Linked DNA regions of Xenopus laevis: regions 1 and 3 are each linked to region 2. Evidence: chromatin contacts called from public Hi-C data. All regions are on one chromosome and are shown on one strand. Each heading gives the region's core, a stretch centred on a gene start, on an enhancer-like site or on the middle of the called end of the contact. The rest is flanking DNA. Distances are from core to core; before and after follow the strand shown.

The links. A called contact is a pair of places that touch in the nucleus more often than the background predicts.
Region 1: a contact with region 2 is called in a Hi-C map of the XL177 cell line, with 5 times the contacts expected there. The contact joins the promoter of thbs1.L here to the enhancer-like site in region 2. A contact is called at or near these places in 2 of 4 Hi-C or Micro-C datasets (the XL177 cell line and the XTC cell line).
Region 3: a Hi-C map of the XTC cell line shows a contact between it and region 2, with 5 times the contacts expected there. The contact joins two enhancer-like sites. A contact is called at or near these places in 2 of 4 Hi-C or Micro-C datasets (the XL177 cell line and the XTC cell line).

The regions. Positions count from the first base shown.
Region 1 is chr8L:112,438,497-112,442,675 of Xenopus_laevis_v10.1, reverse strand. thbs1.L (thrombospondin 1 L homeolog) reads right to left here and starts at 1,802. Exons shown (of 10, transcript NM_001086349.1): 1 at 1,678-1,802; 2 at 388-475; 3 at 1-31. The coding sequence starts at 454.
Region 2 is chr8L:112,108,944-112,112,664 of Xenopus_laevis_v10.1, reverse strand. No RefSeq gene overlaps it. Among protein-coding and RNA genes, the nearest start is that of LOC121396903, 38 kb to the right of the region's middle. Within about 2 kb of position 1,979, at least 1 of the 7 cell types and tissues checked has an H3K27ac peak or open chromatin away from gene starts, as enhancers often do.
Region 3 is chr8L:112,564,403-112,568,368 of Xenopus_laevis_v10.1, reverse strand. fsip1.L (fibrous sheath-interacting protein 1) reads left to right here. Exons shown (of 11, transcript XM_018231287.2): 5 at 967-1,121; 6 at 3,455-3,548. Among protein-coding and RNA genes, the nearest start is that of fsip1.L, 17 kb to the left of the region's middle. Within about 2 kb of position 1,433, at least 1 of the 7 cell types and tissues checked has an H3K27ac peak or open chromatin away from gene starts, as enhancers often do.

The DNA of each region.
Region 1 (4,179 bases), core at 553-3,052, 330 kb before region 2:
TCAAATACACTGTTATCATCATTCCCAGATTCTGAAATAGAAACAGAATGTCTATGTTTGATACAAATTTACCTTTACGTGCCGTCAGTGTAAGTTTTTTTTTAAGACTCTGGAGAACCAGGAGGTTCTCCCAAACAATAATCATTGCCAAACAGTGACATGAAGTCTGATTTACTCAGTACATGTGTATAAGTAATACAAATATGAATGTTTCAGTGCTACTTAGATAAAAAGGACAATCAGTACCCACATGCATGGCACCAATATTTATTCCCACCTCTATGTGCAAAGCACCTTCAATATAGATTTACTCTGTGTTTCTCACTGAGTACACAAATATATTGAAGAAGGACAGTCATTACTTGAAAAAGTTTGTTCTTTTCTTACCTGCTGCCTGATGTGTCTGAGGCATGGCCAACATCAACAGTAGGAAAATTCCCTTCATCATCCCCATGATGGAGAAATGCAGTTACTTCTGAAAAAAGGGGAGAACCCTATAAATATATATCCACTGCTATCAACCCAAGTATCCACTCAACAGTTCTCTCAACATTCCCATCAGGCAAAACAGCAGGGTGGTGCAGTTCAGCGGTATCTAGGGTTCCATACAATGCATATCCCTGGTCATACATGATAGCAATTAACTTTTTTCAATGCTATAGTGAGCGCTACATATCTTATCTATTATCTTATCTATTTAAAGCAACAATGATAGAGCTGTCTGTAAGTACACCATACTAATTATACCCAGTTGATAATCTACAGCTTCTTGCATTCCAGTCAACAACTGAAGGCTGGGAATTATAGTTCAATAACAGGTCAAAGTTTCAAATTGAACCCCAGCCTTCTGAAATTGCCAGGGGCCTCGAATTCCACCCTTAATCACACCAACAAACCAACTCTTGTTGTCTATAATTGCGTCTATACATTAACAAGGCAAGACAGAGAATTACACCGGCGTTATAACATTAATAAGCATAGTGAGCATTCCTTTATGACACGTTTAATAAAGTTCTTGGTGTGGTTTGTAATAACTATTCATTTACATTCCACAGGGATGGCACAGAAAAAGAGAAGGATCTTTAGCTGGGGGGCAGACAAGCAATTTTATCCGGTCTCACTCAACCACATCTCTCAATTCTCAATGTGCAATTAAATAGAAAGACAAGCTCATCACAGGGTATAACCTATGCAGACTATGGAAGGTGAATTCTTGGCTCTTCCAACAGAATTCTGGAAAATGATCAACAGCGTTTCAAGGAAAAACAAAGCAAATCCAAACACCTTGCTTGTTATCAGCGACTAACATAAGCCAGTCTATTTAACACACACACAGTCGTGCCATGGGGATGCCTTTCTAATATCTTACTTACTGTCATATACTAAGGCAATCTGGATAATGAATCCTATAACCTCATTATAAAAATAAACTTTGCAGAAAAAAAAGTTTAAATCCAACAATTTCCCAGCCATACAGGTAAAGCATGATCATGCACTAAGAATCACACATGCCCCATGATGAAAACAGCACATGCACTAATGAATTAGATAAGCAATTAAAATAATGCAATGCATGATCCACTGGTACTGGCTGGACGCAACCTTATGATATTTTGGCATTGGATGAGTTAGTCCATACAAGAGAAGCAGCAATGGGAAGAAAGCAAATCCTCTTACACTTGTCCTTCTCTCTGTCTGCTCTTCTGTTGAGCTCTGTCGGGTCCGGCTCCTGCTGCTGCCACTGGTTAATGAGAATGGAAGTGGGAGCCCTTGGGTGCGTTTATCCACTCACTGTGCGTTCTGATCCCGGGATAGCGCTCTCTCCTCGCATATAAAGCGCACGGCACATCCCAGGGAGCCTCCCCCAGCCAATCACAGGCCGAGCGGTAGGAAACGAGCTACTGTTTATTCTATGAGCTCACAACATGAGGAGGGACAGACACAACTATCGCAAGGCGAAGATTTGCCGCTCTGACGCACGCTCAGGAATTTCTAACTGACTCTGCGCCAAATTCTTTTTTTTTTTTGTCAATTCAAGGGATACGCAAGAAAGGCATGCCAGTGTATAACCATATATATACATAAACCATACACACACATAAACACATACTTTTGTAAAAGGAAGTTGTTCACTTTTAATAACTATTTCTCTGTTTTTCTCTTTGTATTTATCACCGACTGGCACCTTATCATATGCTGAACTATGGGCATGTGACTCTATTTTGTAATCTAAGACCCCATATAGGTTTGTTTCACTTTATAGCAATACAGATTATTTGTATCTGAGTGTCTATTATTATCTATCTATCATCTATCTATCTATCTATCTATCTATCTATCTATCTATCATCTATCTATCTATCATTATCTATCTCATCTATATCTATCTATCTATCTATCTATCTATCTATCTATCTATCTATCTATCTATCTGTCTGTCTGTCTGTCTGTCTGTCTGTCTGTCTGTCTGTCTCTCTCTCTATCTATTATCTATCTATCTATCTATCTATCTATCTATCTATCTATCTATCTATCTATCTATCTTTCTATCTATTATCTATTTATCTATCCATCTGTCTGTCTATCTATATATCAATCTATTTATCTTTGACTGTCTGTCTATATTATCTATCTATCTATCTATCTATCTATCTATCTATCTATCTATCTATCTATCTATCTATCTATCTATTATCTATGTATCTATCTATCTTTCTATCTATTATCTATTTATCTATCCATCTGTCTGTCTATCTATATATCAATCAATTTATCTTTGACTGTCTGTCTCTATTATCTATCTATCTATCTATCTATCTATCTATCTATCTATCTATCTATCTATCTATCTATCTATCTATCTCTCTCTCTCTCTATTATCTATCTATCTATCTATCTATCATCTATCTATCTATCTATCTATCTATCTATCTATCTATCTATCTATCTATCTATCTATCTATCTATCTATCTATCTCTCTATTATCTATCTATCTATCTATCTATCTATCTATCTATCTATCTATCTATCTATCTATCTGTCTGTCTGTCTGTCTGTCTGTCTGTCTGTCTGTCTGTCTGTCTGTCTGTCTATCTATCTATCTATCTATCTATCTCTTTATCTATCTATCCATCTGTCTGTCTATCTATTATCTATTATCAATCTATCTATCTCTGTCTTTACTTATCTATTGACTATATAGGGTCCTAGTACAGTGTAACGTAAGGCATTGCATATATGTAGTCCTATACACAATTTTTTCAAAAACACACACACCAACACACCAATGCGTCACCTTCTGAGACCCAAGACTAGTCTGAGTTAGATTGTGTCACTGAGAGAACTATACTGCTCATCATGTTAATAATTCACTGTAAGAGACTCTCCAGGTGATCATTGGATCAGACAGAATGGAAAGAAATTAGAAGTGGGATCAAGCCCCATAAAACTATGTTGACACAGAGCAGGAGGCTGCATTTAATTGCATGCACAGTCCAAGATCCACAATACTGCCATAAAGGATATACAGAACAAATATTTATATGGCAGTTTGTGCAGTGTCCTAGGATACTGAGAGGTATAGTTGAGCCTAAGACTGTATCTATTCTGTACAGCCTGACACCCTGGCAGCCTAAAATACACACAAAGTTCTGGAAAACTATCAATCTGGCACCAAAGAACACATTGTGTAAATGATCAGGCTCCTCATGCAGAATCTTTTAAGTGCATCATTCAACTTTATAAATGGCTTCTTTAGGCAATTAACCGATTTTAGGTGTAGCCATAAATTAAAAAAAAAAAGTTTTAATTTGAAAGCAAGCCTCCTGGTATTTCTCAGAGCATTCCTAGTCACGCACAGGTTCCTCCAACATGTAAAAGGAGTTTGCAAAGGAATCCAGTAGTTGGTACTGAGCTAGCAGGGAGGCAATACACCCAGCAGCCATGAGAGGGGGCATGTGAGCTAGAAAAGACTGTTTACTGCACACAAACTCTTCCAAATATTTTTGTAGAAAAAAATCAATAAAAGAGATTAAATAAAGCTGTACCGCAGTTACTAGTGTCCACCTTTTATAAAGAATAGTTGAGCCGGTCCTGCTCTTTTTTTTTTTTTTGCACAGCCAGATTTCATCCTCTTTGAATTTTGATTGGGAAATATTTGTGTGTCAGACAGAGTTATA
Region 2 (3,721 bases), core at 730-3,229:
GGTAGGGAGCCATGTAGGTAGTGTTTCACCTACCTGGGGTTGCACCAACCCCTCCCCTCCAGTGCCTTTGCCTATTTGCAAAAACAGATTGGGTGCATACTGAAAAACAGAGGACTATTTTAGGTGCAAGTTGGACATGGGTGGACTAGAAGTAGATTAAGGTAGGTTGCATGACCTGCTCATCATTAAACCCAATGTAACACCATCTGAATATTAATTCATTGTCCAGAAAGGTGTCCTTACTTACATTTCATAGTCTGTTGTCCTATGATTTGGCCAATTCTTGGCCTTCCTCCAGTATAAGTAATGTGCTCAGCTACCCTGTCATGGCCAGTGCTGTTGTTTATAATTTTTTCCTTGTGGGTCCCAGCCAACCAATGTTAGCTGAGGCACCAACAGATGACCTACTTGTTGAATTTAAATACCACGGGAACAGACAGTGAAGAAGCCAAATCTGCCGACCAGCAGAGGAGGGAAGGCTGCTGCAAGTGTCTGGGCAGCTGCCCATTATCAGTAGGTAGAATGGCACTTTATTATCTCCTGCATGGCTGAGCACCATCTGAGCTCTCAATGAGGCCTTGTCTAAACGCTTCATGAATAATGAAACAGGCAGAGGTTGCCCTGGTGACAAGCCAGTAGCTCTTGATACACAGGTTACCATGGCTAAAGCAGTCCTAAAAAACTCAAATAGGACCCCCCACCCCTCCCTCCCTCCCTGATCCCTCTCCATTCTTTCTGGAGCCTGTTTGCTTAATAATTTACAGGACAGAAAGTTTTATGGGGAGAACACATTCAAGCTCTGAGTGCCGATGTTTGGCACTAAATCTTACGGTGCTGCTGTAGCTTTGTACAAAATCACAAGTGTAAACAGCCCCTGAATTCAGCCTTGAAGGGATTCTGTCATGATTTTTATGGTGTAGTTTTTATTTCTAAATAAGACTGTTTACACTGCAAAGAATTCACTCTACCATGTAAAATTTAATTGCTGAACCAGCAAGTGTGTTGTTGTTTTTTTTTTTTATAACATTGGTGTGTAGGCAGCCATCTCACTTCATTTTGCCTGGTCATGTGCTTTCAGAAAGCCAGCACTTTAGGATGAAACTGCTTTCTGGGAGGCTGTTGTTTCTCTTACTCAATGTAACTGAATGTGTCGCAGTGGGACCTGGATTTTACTATTGAGTGTTGTTCTTAGATCTACCAGGCAGCTGTTAGCTTGTGTTAGGGAACTGTTATCTGGTTACCTTTCCATTGTTCTGTTGTTAGGCTGCTGGGGAGGAAAGGAAGGGGGTGATATCACTCCAACTTCCAGTACAGCAGTAAAGAGTGATTGAAGTTTATCAGAGCACAAGTCACATGACTGGGGGCAACTGGGAAACTGAAAATATGTCTAGCCCCATATCAGATTTCAAAATTAAATGTAAAAAAATCTGTTTGCTCTTTTGAGAAATGGATTTCAGAGCAGAATTATGCTGGATCAGCACTATTAACTGATGTGTTTTGAAAAAAAACATGTTTTCATATGACAGTATCACTTTAATAACTTGGGAGGGGCATGCTGGGAAATGCCTATATGTACTAATATCCTCACCGTAAGAGAGGGGAGGAAAGAAATGTCACATAATTGCAGCTTTTTACCAAGGGTGAGAGATACATGGAACCCTCTTCCAGCAATGATGTTTTTTTTCTATTCCAGCAAAGTGGAGTTGAGAAGGCAGATATATGGCATTGTTTAGACTTTCTAAAGCACAAACAAGCTTTATCAAATTAAACAAACCCTAGACAGGTGTGTAAATGGGGTATTATATGCTAGTGTTTACATTTATCCCCCCCCCCCAGCAACCAGTAACAAATTTGCCCTTATCATTCTAACTGCACTAGAGCAGTTAAAGTGAACTGCTGATTGGTTGCTATGAGTTACTGGGTAAACTTTGCTCATGTTGTTACATAATCCTCCTAGGCAAAGCTGACCAGTGTTTCCTATGGAGTGGGTTGATAATAAAGTGTCCCACACATTCCAGATAGAGTACAATAACAATGTCATGCCAAAAGGTTTACTCTGCAGTTGGCCGGGGGCCAGATAGAAGGAGCACATTCAGCGTCCAGTATAGGAGTACTCATTACAGCTCTATGTAACAGGCAGGATTGGATGACTCCCTGCGAGTTTGCAGGTTCTTTAGAGAATATTGCTCTGAGTGTGGGCAGCATTGGACAGGGCCTGACTAAAGTATAAGGGGTCTAACGGGAGCCCCTGTGAGCTAAACACAGTTATTAATAGGGGGTTATGTGATAACAGTTGCCAGTTCAGTAGGTCTAGGAGCAGCCGATCAAGAGATACCTACTGGACAGCTGTTTAAAAGCAAACATTTGAATGGTTGCTATGGGATACTAGACCACAAACACTGGCGATTAAACTGTATCCATAGAATTTTGTGGCTGAAATACTCCCGTTTCATTCATTGTGCAAGTGAAAAACACCTCCTTGCTGAAAGGAACGTCCTGAAACCCTGTGCCTGGTGCTGCCATTTGCCACCTGCCACCTGCTTATCCAGAATGTTAAATCCCATCAGAGCCGAGATTTATTTCTATATGTGTGTCACCAAGAAAAAGGAAATTAGTGAGTAGGAATGTAATTCTTTCATCTGTGGGCTGTTTTATAGCTTGCTGCATGCTGCTGTCCATGGAACATTTATTAGTGATATTATATTACCTGCCTTTAGGCTTTGCCGTCCATAGCACCGTCCTTGTATAGTGATTTTTGTGAAGAAGGCTCCCTGGTTCGCTGGCCGCTGCTGACACCTTATGGCAAAGGCTGGTAATGCAGAATCTGATCCCTAAAAAAGTTCCATCAGTTTGAAACACTATTATGTAATGTAATTTTCACATATATATATATATATATATATATATATATATATATATATATATATATATATATATATAAATATATATATATATATATATATATATATTTTTTTTTTTTTTATATATATAAATATATATATGTGTGTGCGTCAGAATAAAAATAAGAATAAGAATAAAAAATATCATATTTCATTTTATATATAAAATATATATATACATATACATTTATATAAATGTATATATTTATAATGAAATGTGATATTTTTAATTCTTTGGATATGGAAATTATGGAGATTATTAATCTTTAGCTATAGCGTCCCTTTAGATAGAAATTATATTTTCATATTTGGCAAACAATTACATTTTTTGTGCCCAAGCATATACAGGTATAGGATGCATTATACGTGAACCTGTTATCCAGAATACTCAAAATATATATATCCAGGAAGGTCATCTACATTTTTCTCAAATAATGTTAAATTCTCTGTAATAAAACTTTGTACTTGATCCTAACTAAGATACAGTATAATTAATAATGTAACAAGTCTATTGGGTTTATATAATGTTTTTTTTAGTAGTACAGAGATTTAAAATATGGAAATAAACCTTATCCAGAAACCCCAGATGCAGAGCATTCTGGATAAGAGTTCACATACCTGAAGGGTTGGCACCTAGGGTTGCTAGCTGATATTTTAACCGTTTGGCCAGTTAAAATGATGTTTGATCTAAAAGTTATTAACAAGGAAGAAAAATAATTATATAGGAAGGCTGGTATTTTTTTCAGAAAATGTGGCAACCCTATTAGCACCTCAATCCCTTATATAATAGTAAAATACAAACAAAATGGTCAGTAATCAGT
Region 3 (3,966 bases), core at 184-2,683, 460 kb before region 2:
CTAGGACTAGGTGATTTCTCCCCCTAATACAAATAAATGTATTTTGACAGAATGAGGGCTACATTATTGGGTGAAGATATGGAAAATAGGCACATACCTGTGCTAGTGTATTGAAATAAGTGTGCTATTCCCAGTGTGTAAATGTGAAGTACAAAAAGGATTTCCTGTGCTCTGTTGTGTAAATGAAGATGCACAAAGCTCATAGGTAATGTTGATCACTGCCTTTGTTTTTTTTTGTTTTTTTCCAAGTGTTCTTGACAATGTGAACAAGCTCTAGGCCTATGTCAAGATACTGAGCAGTTAGATATTACAGAACTATAATTCCCAGCAGTAGCGTAACTATAGGGGCAGCAAACATTGCACCACATTCTTTGGTAACCCTTCCTCACACTTACATTGTGCAAGGAACAGGTCTCATAAGCCTGAGATCTAGGACTGGGGATCCATAGGTATGCTACTTACTCACTGCTGGGATCTCAACTGAGTATTGCCATTTCCATAATAGTCATACATGTGAAGATACAATACTTTAAATGCTAAACACTCATACAAGTGATCTGTTGGTAGTCTTTCTTGGGTATTACTCAGGGGAAATGACAGAGCTTATTTGTATCATTGCTGACCCATAAATGTGGTCTGTGCATCCCTGCTGCTGTCATACATATCCCCCTTTTTTGCTGCTAATCCTGGGATGTTTTTCAGTAGAGTCATATTTCATTCAATGACATACACCTAATGTTTGTATTTAGAATGTTAGTTTGGAGATTAAATAATTAAAAGCCTCAAATATTCTGTTCCAGTCTCCTGCTGTGACTTTCCGCTATACACAAACAAGTCCAGCTCAGAAATGAATTAAGTCTATGTTTCCATACCAGTGATACACACCTAGGAGATGCCAACACCGTGCTGCTTTCTTTAACATCCCTTCCCCCTGTGTTTACATTTTATCCTTTTTTATTTAAACAGATATTGCTGATGATAAAGCCATTGACCCTAAGATGGAAAGAGCCATAAAAAGGATGCAGGCTTTGGATGACATCTTACAGAGAAAGCTGGCCAAGGAGAAGGAGGTGAAAGCTCAAGGCCTTGAGATCCGCATAAAGCTGTGGGAAGAACTCCAGGTTGGCTAATGAATTGTATACGTTATACATTATTCCAGGCCTGAAGTCCCTCAGCCATAACTTAAAATGTGTAGCTTTGAGAATCCTGCCGATACATGTCCCATTGTGGTGTGTTTTTGACATGGCACCTCTCTCTCTCACTGGCATTCTGTTGAATCTAGATACCTTACCTACAGGATAAATAATCATATCAGAGTTTACCCTTTTTGCTTAAATGTAATTATCTCACATAGTATAGAACCCAAGAAGGTCAAGTCTATAATGAAACAAGCCCACAGATTCCCACAGGGCCATACTTTGCTGCTCCTGTTGGTCTGTTGCTCTTATTTCCCATAAGGCCCAGACCTGAAATCTGCGGCTTCTGCCAAATGCCAGAGAGGCTGCTGTAAGATATAAGAAGTCACTATCGAGTGGGGGCTGTTTGGGTCTCTATTTACTATTAATGCCAGGGCCTATATTGACTCCTAGTCCAAATGTGCCTCCCATGCTTTTTTAGAAGCTATAGTAGCACTTCTCACATCCAGTACTGATTTACAGTGGAATAAAAAACAAACTTACTTGAAAGAGTGTCTCTGACATATAGGAATTAGTCCTGATCCGAGTGTTCAGAATGTTTGCTGATCAAGTCACTTCATTTCACTGAACTAAAAGGTTATGTGGGCTCACCTTCTCTCCTATTAGCATTACTTTAACTGATTTCAGATGTTCAGTAATTTGCCAGGCATTACTGACATGCTAAGCATTGCTGTCTCGTCTACTGTGGGTCTCATGCGCAATAAACAAATGGATAATAAATACTCTAATTACTCACATTAAACGAATAACAACTGTCTTTAGTAACATATAAGTTAGGTTGAAAAAAGACACACGTCCATTAAGTTAAAGCTTTTAACTCTATTTTAACCTGCCTAACTGCTAGTTCAGGGATCCCCAACCTTTTGAACCCGTGAGCAACATTCAGAAGTAAAAGGAGTTGGGGAGCAACACTAGCATGAAAAATGTTCTTGGGGGGTCAATTAAGTGCTGTGATTGGCCATTTGATAGCCCCTATGTGGATTGTCAACCTGCATTGAGGCTCTGTTTGGCAGTGCACCTAGTTTTTATACAATAAAAACTTGCCTGGAATTCAAAAATAAGCTCCTGCTTTGAGGCCACTGGGAGCAACATCCAAGGGGTTGGAGAGCAACATGATGCTCACGAGCTACTGGTTGGGGATCATTGTGCTAGTTGATCCAGAGGAAGGCAAAAAAAAAAAAAAACCCCCATCTGAAGCCTCTCCAGTTTGCCTCAGAGAGGGAAAAAAATCCTTCCTGACTCCAAAATGGCAATCAGACTAGTCACTGGATCAACTTGTACTATGAGCTATCTCCCATATCCCTGTATTCCTTCACTTGCTAAACACCATCCAACCCCTTCTTAAAGCTATCTAATGTATCAGCCTGTACAACTGATTCAGGGAGAGAATTCCACATCTTCACAGCTCTCACTGTAAAAAAACCCTTCGCAATATTTAGGCGGAAACTCTTTTCTTCTAATCAGAATGGGTGACCTTGTGCCAGTTTATTTACCTCCTGGTAAATAAAGCATTAGAGAGATGATTATATGATCCCCTTATATATTTATACATAGTTATCATATCACCCCTTAAGCGCCTCTTCTCCAGTGTGAACATCCCCAATTTGGCTAGTCTTTCCTCATAGCTAAGATTTTCAATACCTTTTACCATCTTAGTTGCCCTTCTCTGTACCCTCTCTAATACAATAATGTCCTGTTTGAGTGATGGAGACCAAAACTGTACGGCATATTCTAGATGGGGCCTTTCCAATTTTTCCTTTTGAAGGATTGTCTGGACTGGCAATCTGGCTGCTCTGTGATGCCATAGTCACTATTTAGTGGGCTGGTAGGGGATGTTTAGGTCTTTGTGTACTTGAAATGCCAGGGCCTGGACCTGCTTATTTAGTAAGTTCAGAGGTGTAAAGACTTCTAGATATGTGGCTGTAGTGCTTGGTGTTCTGTTTGTAATTAAGGGCCCCAGTTTGGAAATTAGGGTTCCATGCATTCTTTGTGATTGTAAGAAATAGTAGATTATGAGGAAATTATTCCAAAATTATTCTCCCAAGAGGCAGTGATCTGAAATAAAAAGTATAAGTCAGGCAAGACATCCTCCCAGCATGCATTCATTATTGTACTGGTCTCCTGAAAATAGTGTAGATTTATGGTCCCGCACGTGGCCCTTTTATGTGCCAGGTTCCTAGGAGGGTTTAATTAAGCATTATATGAGCATATTTAATGTGTGTTCTGTTCTCTTTGGCTTTACCCCCTGGATTCCTTAGCGTGCAACAATACAGTCTTCTGCACGGAGCCATGAAGAAAACATGAACACCAGCAAGTTCCTGGCCTTAACCCCACAGCTGGATGAAATGGAAGGTAAGTTCTGTAGAGAATGTGTCGTAATGGATTTATGAAAAGCACAAACATAATATCTGGATGGGCTGAAAGAATATATAGTATTGGTAGCTGTGCCCAGTATTGCTAAATTACAATTCTCTAAGCTCCCTAATAGACTGACTTAGTATAGTTAATAAAAGCAGTGTGTAAATACATTTAATATTTTCATAGTCACTCATTAGGTTTTTGAGGGCATAGCTTACTATGTGCACATTGCATGCCTCTTTTGCATTATTGCACCTCCACATATATAGATAGAATTGACATTTTGCATCTAAAAAGGCATTCTCCCCCTAGTGGAAATAACATTTGCTCCTAGCCTATACTTGTGTTTTCGGTCCTCTGAATGAAGGTAATATATAGGCATCTCACCAACAGCTGAAGCCTGCTGGAAATG